3 separate regions of the Gossypium arboreum genome follow, and regions 1 and 3 are each linked to region 2. A link is a contact called in public Hi-C data. All regions are on one chromosome and are shown on one strand. Each heading gives the region's core, a stretch centred on a gene start, on an enhancer-like site or on the middle of the called end of the contact. The rest is flanking DNA. Distances are from core to core; before and after follow the strand shown.

Region 1 (3,925 bases), core at 879-3,378, 620 kb after region 2:
AATGGCTTCTGTTTATGCAAGTACTGCTCGTGGGTGAGGAAGGTCAGTAGGATGGCCGCTTCATTGTCTGTAATTCATAGAGCGACAACATTAGATGTGGATGGCATCTTACATACGTACATTTTATACTATTAGTCGCCATAAATTATATGGATGGCAACAAAACTTTTTGTGTTGGGACATAAAACCGAAATATAACACTCCTTGGTAAGTAGCATGGACGATCTCAACCAATAATTACAATGATTATTTTACGATTTTGATTCTTTTTTCCTTCATCATTGCCGTTGTTTATAAAAGTTCTAATACTGTTTTGCTATATATATATTACCAAGACTGAAGGAAGTTACTAATTGGAACTTGGTTAATTATATCAGTCATCACTCTACGGTGTGATTGGAGGACTAGTTGTCACTGCTGTCTGATTCTAGTTTATATCAGGATACATGGATTACCATGATTCTAGTATATATCAAGATACATGGATAACCTATATGACAATTTGTCCCCATACCAGCTTAATTATAACTTCAGCAATACAAATCTTATATGAAAGCATTGGCTTGCTCAAAAGTCAAAACCCATAAAAACTTCTCAACAAGTTGGCCAATTGCTCTAAAGCAATTGTGAAATGGATGTGAATTATGGTTCTAAATATATTTGTTTTTGGTTATATATATATATATATATATATATATATATATATACCCATAAAAACTTCTCAACAAGTTGGCCAATTGCTCTAAAGCAATTGTGAAATGGATGTGAATTATGGTTCTAAATATATTTGTTTTTGGTTATATATATATATATATATATATATATATATACCCATAAAACTTCTCAACAAGTTGGCCAATTGCTCTAAAGCAATTGTGAAATGGATGTGAATTATGGTTCTAAATATATTTGTTTTGGTTATATATATATATATATATATATATATATATACCCATAAAACTTCTCAACAAGTTGGCCAATTGCTCTAAAGCAATTGTGAAATGGATGTGAATTATGGTTCTAAATATATTTGTTTTGGTTATATATATATATATATATATATATATATATATACCCATAAAACTTCTCAACAAGTTGGCCAATTGCTCTAAAGCAATTGTGAAATGGATGTGAATTATGGTTCTAAATATATTTGTTTTAGTTATATGGTTCTAATATATTTGTTTTGGTTATATATATATATAACCAAAAACAAATATATTTAGAACCATAATTCACATCCATTTCACAATATATATCATATGCAATTCTTATACGAAAGAATTGACTTGCTCAAAACTAACAAATGCTATTATAATTATTATGTTTATCGTCATCTTATTGATTTTTTTCCCCTTGTACATGCAATTCATAATCATGAGTTTAATCTTTTGATGATTGTGGATCATTCACATTATAATAAATATTCCTAATGAATAAAATTGGAACCATAAGAGACCATTTTTTTTATTTATTTGTGTAAAAATAAATCATTGTTGTTACAAGTCTCAATAAAAGAAGAGTTAAGGAGGAGTAGTGGTATAAAGGATGCCTATTCATCAAAACATGCAGAAAGTAAAAGAAGTACAAAAGCAAGAAAGAGATTGTTATAGGGGTAAAAAAGGCTGAATGCAGAATATGAGTGCTTAGGGTTTGCTTAGAAGATCTGTTTCTTTTTGAATTGGAGGGTATTTATAAGGATACCTCTTGTTTGATAGTAATGACATTACAAGGTGATGTTTACTATCTTGGAGTATGTGAAAGACATGCAGAGTGAGATTCATTCGATTATGCCTTTTGAAAGAGTATAAAGTTGTTATGCTCAAGTCGACTTTATTGATCCATAAAAAGAGTGTTTATATTTAGATAAATGTTTACATTAAAAAGTGGATAACCTAACTATAATGAACAGATAATTAATTTCGGGCGATTGAACGATGAATGACACTCCAACAACCAAGAGGTGAAAGACTGTCTTCAAACAAACACCTCCGTCACGTGTTAACAAAAGTTGTCATTTTTATTCAAACCTTAACACATCAATTTTTTATGCGCTGGTCAAGAGCTGAGATTAATCTATTTAAGTGTATGGTGTGTCTGAATAGTGGCCACTGGCCACCAATTTAGGCTCCACTATACGGTACAAAAATGTCATGGACGTGGCATCTTTGAAAAATCCAATTCTTCCCCCTTCCCTCCTTTTTCTTACTTAATATCTCTTTTTCTATATGTCAGGAAAGTGATCCCTTTTATCTTCGGCTTCAAACACCGAATATCACAATCCCCAAAGCAAAAGTCACCCTTAGATTAGAGAGGATAACATAATGTGGGAAAAAAGTGTTACTGCAATAATGGTTGCAACAGAGTTCTTAGAGGTGGGCTTAAACACTGTAAATAAAGCTGCCATGAACAAAGGACTCAGTGATTTCGTGCTAGTATTTTACTCGAACGTTCTTGGCATCTTTATGCTTGCCCCATGTATTATCATCTTCTACAGGTAATAAATTAATTCCATATATATATTATATACAGTTTTTAGCTTCTTGGGTAGCAATGGGAATTGAAATTTGAACCAAGTTATTTATGAATTGATGACAGAAAAAGAAGCCCACCAGTGCTTACTTGGTCTACCATCTGCAAAATTTTCCTTCTAGGCGTTCTCAGGTACGTTTTCCGTTGACTTTGAAATAGAGATAAAAGAAAGGCGGACATGGGGGGATGATGAGAAATTGCTAATCAACATGGGTTTCAGTTATGGAGGACAGATATGCACATATATTGGAATAGGATATGGATCTCCAACTCTGGCATCCGCCATGGCTGATCTTACTCCAGCCTTCACTTTCATCTTCTCCATCATCTCTGGGTGCGCTCTTATTTCTGTTTATTTTCACTGCCTATTTAATTTGTTATGGTCAATGGCTGATGATTCATTCAGATTCATTGATATATCACCATCATTTACCTAGATAATCCTTTATCTGTGGTTTCCTTTTTCTTACTTTTACTTATCAGTGGCCTATAAAAATGGTACTAGTGGTTCAAGGTTCCCTTCACTCGTGAGATAAGATAATAATGTATGATGGCATTGGGCGATTAAATTTTATTCGCCAAGCCTGTAGAAAGATTTTTTTTTACGAGTTTTACCTTACCCGAATATATTATGATATAATAAATATTATATTGTTTATTATATATATATTAAATAATAATTATATATATTTATATTAAATTACTAATTCAATAACAATTAAATTTATTATTTAAAACCTAAAAAAATTTACCCAATTAAATAACTCAACCCAAAATATAAAAATTTAAAATTATCTTTAATACAATAAAATATTTATTATATTTATTTTTATTTTTAATATAATAAAATATTTGTTATATTTATGATAATTTTTTAATATAAATATTTTTAATGTGTTAAAAAAATTATTTTAGGGTTTTAAATTATTTTAGGTTTTTTAGTGTGCAGTATATATATATTTAAAAAATAAATTAAAATTAATTTAAAAAGTTACATATGAGCGGACCGAGTCGAACTTGAGTTTTATCTTTCTTAAATTGGGTCAGATTTGAACAAAAAAAAGTAAACTCATTTCTCAGGTTAGGCCAAACTCGAGTTTGAAAATTTGATTTAAATCCTTACATGAGCCCGACTTGACTTGACCCATAAACATCTCTAGAATAGAATAAAAGAATAGTTATTAAAGTCTTTTACCCCTCTCTTTATGAAAAAAAAACATATAAAACATGGACTAATTTTGATTGAAATGATAAGATTAAGATTTTAAAAATCTTCAGGTACTCTATTTAAGTCTTGGTTTTTGGATTTAAAGTATTTTTATAAATTTTATATTAAAAATAAAAGCATTCTCTTAATAATATTTATTACTTTTTAGGATAAATTACACTAGTA
Region 2 (3,621 bases), core at 462-2,961:
CGGAGTACATTGCCATTTGCCATAAAGTAAGAACATAAAGAAGCATAAATCACAGAAGTTGCATTGCACTTGCAGTTGCACTAGTAAAGAATCAAATTTCTTTGAAAGGAAAGTGAAAGTAAAAGCTAAAAGGAAAGGGCTTTAAATAAAAAGATTCGTTGAATATATATTACTATGGTGAAGTACAAAAGGAACAGTAACTACCTTAGGACATGAGCTCTACTACCAGTCCATGGCAAACCAACAGTAACTGAGGAAGAGCCTACTGTATCTGAAGATCTTAGGAATTTACCTTTCTTAGACGATTGCCAGATCTTGGATACAGAAAAGCTTTCACCTTTACTTGTAAAGTTAATCCTTTTTCCCTTAACATCACCATCATTTGATGAATTCCCAGTTTGTCCAATTCTTCCCTTCACAAGCTTCATACTAGCAGTACCATTGCCACCTCTAGAAGGGCAAAGAGCTACTTGCAACTTATCAGCAACCACATATTGGAATGACCCCATTGAGTAACATCTCCTTGCATCCAAATTACTGCTACTGGTCTCCCCTTCTCTTAATACACCTTCTCCACCTTCTATTTCTCCTCCACTTCCATCATTTGAACTTCTAAATTTGCCTAGTCTCACAGAAAACACCCTCTTTCCAATGTCACTCTCTGCGGGTTTTGGGCCAAGAGACACCCCACTTCCTCCATTGCTTGATAACATGTTTTCTTCCCTTGGATATTCCAAATCAAAAATTGGGTTTTCAATTGGAAGCCCAGGTGTGAAAAGGGTCCCTCTACAAAGAGGGCAAGTAGAGTTAGACATCAACCATGTGTCTATACAGTCTATATGGAAAGCATGACTACACATAGGAAGCAATCTCAACTTATCTTGTTCCAAGAATTCACAAAGACAAACCGCACAATCAAATGGCTCTTTCAACCCCATTATTTCCTTATATAGAAACACAGGTAGAGCATCTATGAAAGCTTGATCCAGACCCGAATCATGAAGATGGAAGAGTTGTTGCAACTGCCTTTGGAAAGCATCAGATCCTGACATTTCTGGGTATCTGTTGGATTCTGATACAGATGAGGGAGACCTATGCTTCATAAGAAATCTGACAAGCAAGTGAAGAAGGCCAGATATGAAAAATATAACAGCCAGAATAACAATGATGAACAAAACAGCAGGGCTTATTTTACTAGCTGAAGATGATGACGAAAGGGAGTTTGGCTGCTTTTGGTTATCATTACTGTAGGACAATGGAGGAGAGGAGAAAGAAGAAGAAGGAGGCGAAGAAAGTAGAGAGTGAGGATGGTAACTCAAACCACCATCTTTTAGCTTGATTTGAGATTGTATCCAAGACATTTTAGGAAATGGGCATGCTAGAAGCACCTGTTTCTTCAACTTTCTTGAACCAAAACTAACTACAGTCACCTATATGGAACCCAGGAAACTAAAATGAACAAGCAATGGGCACATTATTTCTTGCACCTCCAACAAAACCCCAGCTCAGTTCACCCAATGAGGTTTGGCAAAAATCTAATCTTAGACTGAAGATTTACAAGTAAGAGGATTGCTTAGGTAGAAGACTTGGTAATAATGAATAAAAAAACAGCGAACTAGCTCGTAATTGGTGTAACAAGAACAAGAACAAGAACAACAACAGGTACTCTTCTAAGTTTGTAACACTTGTAACCGAGTCAAGGTTTTAGTTGACCTACCTCAGGAATTAGAAACTCTGGCATTACGGAACCCCATATTTAATAAGTTGATCCGTTGATTGTTGCAGTGAACACCATTTTAGTCCTGTTGGAGTTTCCAATTCCCTTCACATTTGCTATGTTTTAGAGAAGGATGGGGCGAAGGTGCGGCAGGTAAGCTTCTAAAAAAGTGAAAGGATTAGAGGACAAAAGTATCAAGGGCCGTTTTGTCATTTAGTCTGATTTGGGATTTTTGTTTTTTACTTTTCTTTAAGATATTTTAATCTACCCTTTAATCTCTGAATATTACGTAATTATGCTCTCTTGAATCCGCAATTTTGAAAAATCATTTAACAATATTGGTATTAGAGGTGTTCATGGGTCGGGTTGGGTCGAGCCCATACAAATTTTTAGGCCCGTCTACTAGGTTCGGGTTTGGCCCGACTCAAAATATGGGCCTAAAATTTTGCCCAAGCCCGGCCCAAAATAAAATTATATAATAAATCAAATATATTTAAAAACATAAAAACAAATATTAAAACAAATAAAAATAATACTAAAACAATTCTTAAAACAATACACAAATTAATAATATAAAAAAATGGTTATATTAAAATTTAAAATAATTAAAATAAAATAAAAAAATTATTAATATATAATTTAGGCGGGCCCGGCCAAAAACTCTTACCGAGGCCGGCCCGTTTTCTAAACAGGTCTCGTTTTTACCCAAGCCCATTTTTGGGTCTATATTTTTACCCAAACCTCCCATTTTTCTAAGGCGGGCCTTGGTAGGCCGCCGCCAAACCCATGATCGGCTATTGGTATTAGGGATGACAAGAAAATGTTTTTACTTGCACTGATCCATAGATCCCTCGGGGATAGAGATCCATGGGCCTTGGCTCCTACTCTACTTTTTTTTTTATTTCTTTTTGTGCAAATTATACTTAAAATTGTTAAATTATTAATAAATTTATATTTTGATCATTTAATTTTAAAAAGTTACAAAATGTTATTAAATTATTTGAAAGTTTTTATTTAAGTCACTAGATTATTAAATTGTTGATGTATGACATTCTTTGTTCACATCTTCTATACCAATCGAAAGCTCTTTTTTCCCATCTCTTTTATAATTTAATTTTCTTTTCATGAAATAGCTTTAAACGACATGAACTTGCGAACCAAAATTCAAATAACCTTCTTCTTTGGTCTTCGACATTAATCGTTAGATCAACTTGGAACTAAGGTAGATTCTCCTACTCATTTATGAGGACTGATTCACCATACTGATCGTCAATTAGAACTCACTAGTTGGACTTTTTTTATATAAAAAACTTAAAACCCAGTGAGTAAATAAAAATATTTGAATAGTTCAATGACCATTTTATAACTTTTTTTGAAGTTGAGTGATCAAAACATAAACTTACTAATAATTTAGTGACCTTGGTGTAGTTTACCCTTAAAATTAATATAAGATTTTTACACAAATTTTACTTTTGACCCCAACAATTTATAATTTTATCTCAACTCTTCTAATAAAAGATTCTTGTGTTAATATTGATCCAACTTTTATACCTTCTATGTTGACCTTGATCTGGCTCAATTATATTTAAAAATTTAAAATTCAAAACTGACCTCCTAAAAAAAAATTACTCAGTTTCAACTCATTCGACCTAGAGATATTCAATAATTCTTGTTGAGACAAGGTGTGTTGCAATGTGTAACACCTTAGTTTTGGTGGGTTTAAAGTTTTGGTGCATAGCAGTAAAAAGTTTTTCTGGCGTATACATGTGGATGTATAGTAACCGCCACAAGAGTAAGTACGAATTTAATTTCCTGATATTCTGCCATATATTATGGAGAAGTCCGTATTAAGTGGTTAAGAGTATACAACAGCCCGCTCGACGAGGTCCTAGTATCCAATTATT
Region 3 (3,616 bases), core at 950-3,449, 510 kb after region 2:
CCTGCTGGGAAATGCGCCCATGCTTCTGGTGTGCCATAGGAATCTACTTTGAAAGGGTAAGCAGAAGATGATGGGTGGGGCAAGAGTACTCCAGGAATGCTTTCTATGTAGCTGAATTTCTTTCTCAGTAGAACTACATAACTCAGGTCTTCAATTACCTTTGAGTAACATAAATGAGAAAGAAAATGGAGATATATATGGTGTACTGTCAGGTGCATCATGATAGCAAACCAAATTGTGTGCTGTATGAACTTTAGAGAGAGAGAGAGAGAGAGAGAGAGAGAGAACCTTGTGAACAGCTCCTAGTTGCACAACACCTTCTCTAACTGCAATCAAGGCGATGGTCTGAAAAGATGTTCAATTCAAAGCAGGTAATTAGATCTACCTTAATTCTTGAGAGTTTTATGATGTTGATATTGTGGTATACCTTTATTCCGGCCTGAAACTGTGCTTCCCATGTCCTAGGATGCTAGAGAAAACAAAGAAGATTTTGTGAGAAACAAGAGGAACCTGTAATCACCAAAGGGTGTAACTGTAAGCATGGATTGGACGGGCAAACATGTATGCTTACTGAGTCTGCAGAGTTATGCCATGCTGACAAGAAGTTGATTTCCTGCTCATTTGGTTCTTTGTATATCCACTTGTGACTGTGATCTGCAGCCACTTTTCCTATCAAACTGCCCACGTTAACAGATAAAAGGTCAGTTTACTTGAAATTAATATTACCAATTACCTAATAGCTTATTCAAATTCTTACCCTTCTCCATAGTTGTAGATTTCATGTGACATCTTAAAGAAAAGCTCTGGTTGCAGTCCTTGATACTGTTGAAACTCACTGCTGCCATGGACTGAGGAACCATGACAGTCTCCGGAGTTTATTTCAGCTGCTAAGGCAGCAAAGTTGCAGAAACCATCTTCCCAAACTAATATCCTGCAATTTGTTCACTATCAACTGTAAGTAAGTTATCAAATATGCATGGCATATTGTTTTCCATAAAGAAAAAAGAAACTGAAAACCTATACCAGTTTCTCCTGTTTCCTCTTGACCTGTCATAAGCTCCTTGACCATCCCATCTATGATAAAAGTAATGGAAAAACAATTATGTCTCAAAAAGGCATGAGAAAACCATAAATTAGTGAGAGATTATGACATTTGTGTGTTGTTTATCCATTGAATGAGTCAGATATGTTAGATCCTTTATCTTGGAAGAAAAGGAAACCTACTGCAGTACCCCTAAGGAGAAAGAAAAAGGAAAGCAGTATTAGGGTGTTTGTGTAATTTGGCTTTATGCTTAGCTTCCTTACTTGGGAGGTGGATAGTTTCTAGGTAAGATCCTCCAAAAGACTGCATAAACCCATTGAGAGTTCTCATGAATGCACAAGCTTCTTAGTGTGTGTTGAAGGAGATGAGTAACAGCTAATGGACTGAGATGTTCCTCCATCAAATTTCTTCACACTTTCTTTTAGACCCTCTCTTTCATTCTTTTCTTTTTCTTTTTTTTTTTCCCTCCTCTCTACCGATATATCTTTCCTTAAAAGAAGGGAGAAGCCAGCATCTTAACCTCCTTTATATAAGCAAACCAACATGGAAATGTCACATTTATACCTCTCTCTCTCTTTCTCTCTCTGTTACTGTATTGCATTTAATCATGCTTTAAATTTTAGCAAAATGATTTTATGAGGCCCCACGATTTGCCCTTCTCGGTTCCCAACGGTTCTCCTTTATCAATCAACCCTCCGTTTCAAAAACAGCTCTCCCGTCCTGGTTGTATTTTCTCTTTCTACCCTTATCCCAATAATGAAAATACCACTCTCAAACACAGACCAAACCTTATTCTTCTTATGCTAACATCATGAGTTTTGCCCCATTTCTGAGTATTTCTCTGAGGACCCATACACACATATCTCTCTTTCTGTTCAACCCCAATGTTTTTTTTCCTTACCTATCTGACACATCTAGGTATAACCACTCATTTCAGTCCCAGGAACAACACTTACATTTCCACCATCTCTATTTATTCACTCTCAGTGTCGAGCTACTACGATCCATTGATTTCTCCTTCTTTAGCAGACTATTTTTAAATGTTCATTTAGGTTACTTCTCTCACTTCCTCTCTCTCCCTCTCTCTCTCTCACTCTCACTCTTTTCCCCCACCCCATTCTTTATCGCCATCATTTTGGTGCATCCAAGTGTCCCTCTATATGGGGCATATCAACAACCATATATGATCACACTTATTCCTTTGCTACTACATATATGAAAGCAAGATTAAGAAGGTTTGACATAATATCAAAGATGTTCATGTATGTCTTGTGTATTTATTATATGTATTCTTGAATCTTAACTTGTATTCATGAATGAAAAGGAAGAAAGTGTGAGAGTTATAATTGATGAGATTTTAGGTTGTGATTGTGATATTTTATGATAGAAATGTCAAATTTTGCTGCCAATCTCAATCCACATATGATAAGAATACGCATGGTTGATGCATTACGCCTGCATGACTTCTCAAATTGTCAAAGGTATGGCATTACCTGCCACACTCTTATAACATGAAAGTATGTACAGATTGTAAGCATCAAAAAAATAAAGGACCCCACACTTGGAAGTGCTAGAGCACAAAAATCACATGATTCTATTCATTTCTTGACAGATTTAATAAGTGGTCTGTTTGACTAGCTTGAGAGATGGAGACATTTTGTTGTAAATCTTGATGGATGGATGGATGGATCACCTGGGAGGTTGTCAAGAAGAAGTCCTAAGGAAAGGGGTTTGATAATGTAAGTGTAATACAGGGGTGTTTAAGAATAAAACAAATAAGTTGCGGCAATTAATATGGTAAATTGATCATCAGGGGGGAGAGCTGCTTTACAAACAGTTTTGTACACTTTGACATACACGGATATTGATGCAAAGATGTATGAGAGAACCAGTGTACTTTCTACTAGTAAGATTTTCATTAGTTTTGGGTCCTTTGGGATCTATCTTTCTTTTTCTCTCTCTGGTCTGCAGCTACATGATGACTAAAAGGAGCTTTCAGTGCTTTCAATTCACCTTCCTGACACCAAGAAAGTTTTGACAGACAATTATACTCTTGTCTTTGACCGTCTGTTTATGACAAAATGAGATCATTAGCCACTGTAATCATCCTCCAATTCACCACATTAATTATCATCAACTAACCGGCATTTCTCACCCCCTTTTTTTCCTTTGATAGCGACAGGCATGCCTATCTTCATATTCATATAGTAAATACATTCAGAATCCTATTAGACTCCTCCGAACGCTAAACTGTTGGTGTTATGGTTGTTGTTTAAAGTTGTGTAGGTCGTAAATGTACGGTCCCTTTGGCAAGCTGAAAACAGCAGTGTTGGGGACAGCCTCTGATGACTTGATGTCAGCAAAAGCCCAAGTGAAACTAGCTTGGATTTTACTGATATAATAAGATGTGATTACTCTAGAAGCCATATTTATTTATCGCGATTCTTCTCCCTCTTACTTTTACACTAGTAAATATGATATTATATTTCACCTTTTTCTTTTATTGTTGAATTGTTTGTGGAATAGTATTTTGGGAAGAAGCTTAATAAGTATGGGAGACAAGAGTGGCACAAG

Evidence for each region. A called contact is a pair of places that touch in the nucleus more often than the background predicts.
Region 1: a contact with region 2 is called in a Hi-C map of leaf, with 2.9 times the contacts expected there. The contact joins the promoter of LOC108474882 here to the promoter of LOC108474676 in region 2. A contact is called at or near these places in 3 of 5 Hi-C or Micro-C datasets (all in leaf).
Region 3: a Hi-C map of leaf shows a contact between it and region 2, with 4 times the contacts expected there. The contact joins the promoter of LOC108474548 here to the promoter of LOC108474676 in region 2. A contact is called at or near these places in 3 of 5 Hi-C or Micro-C datasets (all in leaf).

What each region holds. Positions count from the first base shown.
Region 1 is chr3:13,782,312-13,786,236 of ASM2569848v2, reverse strand. LOC108474882 (WAT1-related protein At5g40210-like) reads left to right here and starts at 2,128. Exons shown (of 7, transcript XM_017776919.2): 1 at 2,128-2,497; 2 at 2,599-2,664; 3 at 2,753-2,866. The coding sequence starts at 2,325.
Region 2 is chr3:14,404,474-14,408,094 of ASM2569848v2, reverse strand. LOC108474676 (RING-H2 finger protein ATL47) reads right to left here and starts at 1,711. Exons shown (of 2, transcript XM_017776670.2): 1 at 877-1,711; 2 at 1-786. The coding sequence starts at 1,361. The coding sequence ends at 201.
Region 3 is chr3:13,891,947-13,895,562 of ASM2569848v2, reverse strand. LOC108474548 (protein RICE SALT SENSITIVE 3-like) reads right to left here and starts at 2,199. Exons shown (of 7, transcript XM_017776502.2): 1 at 1,306-2,199; 2 at 1,024-1,074; 3 at 758-931; 4 at 572-677; 5 at 428-469; 6 at 289-345; 7 at 1-158. The coding sequence starts at 1,442.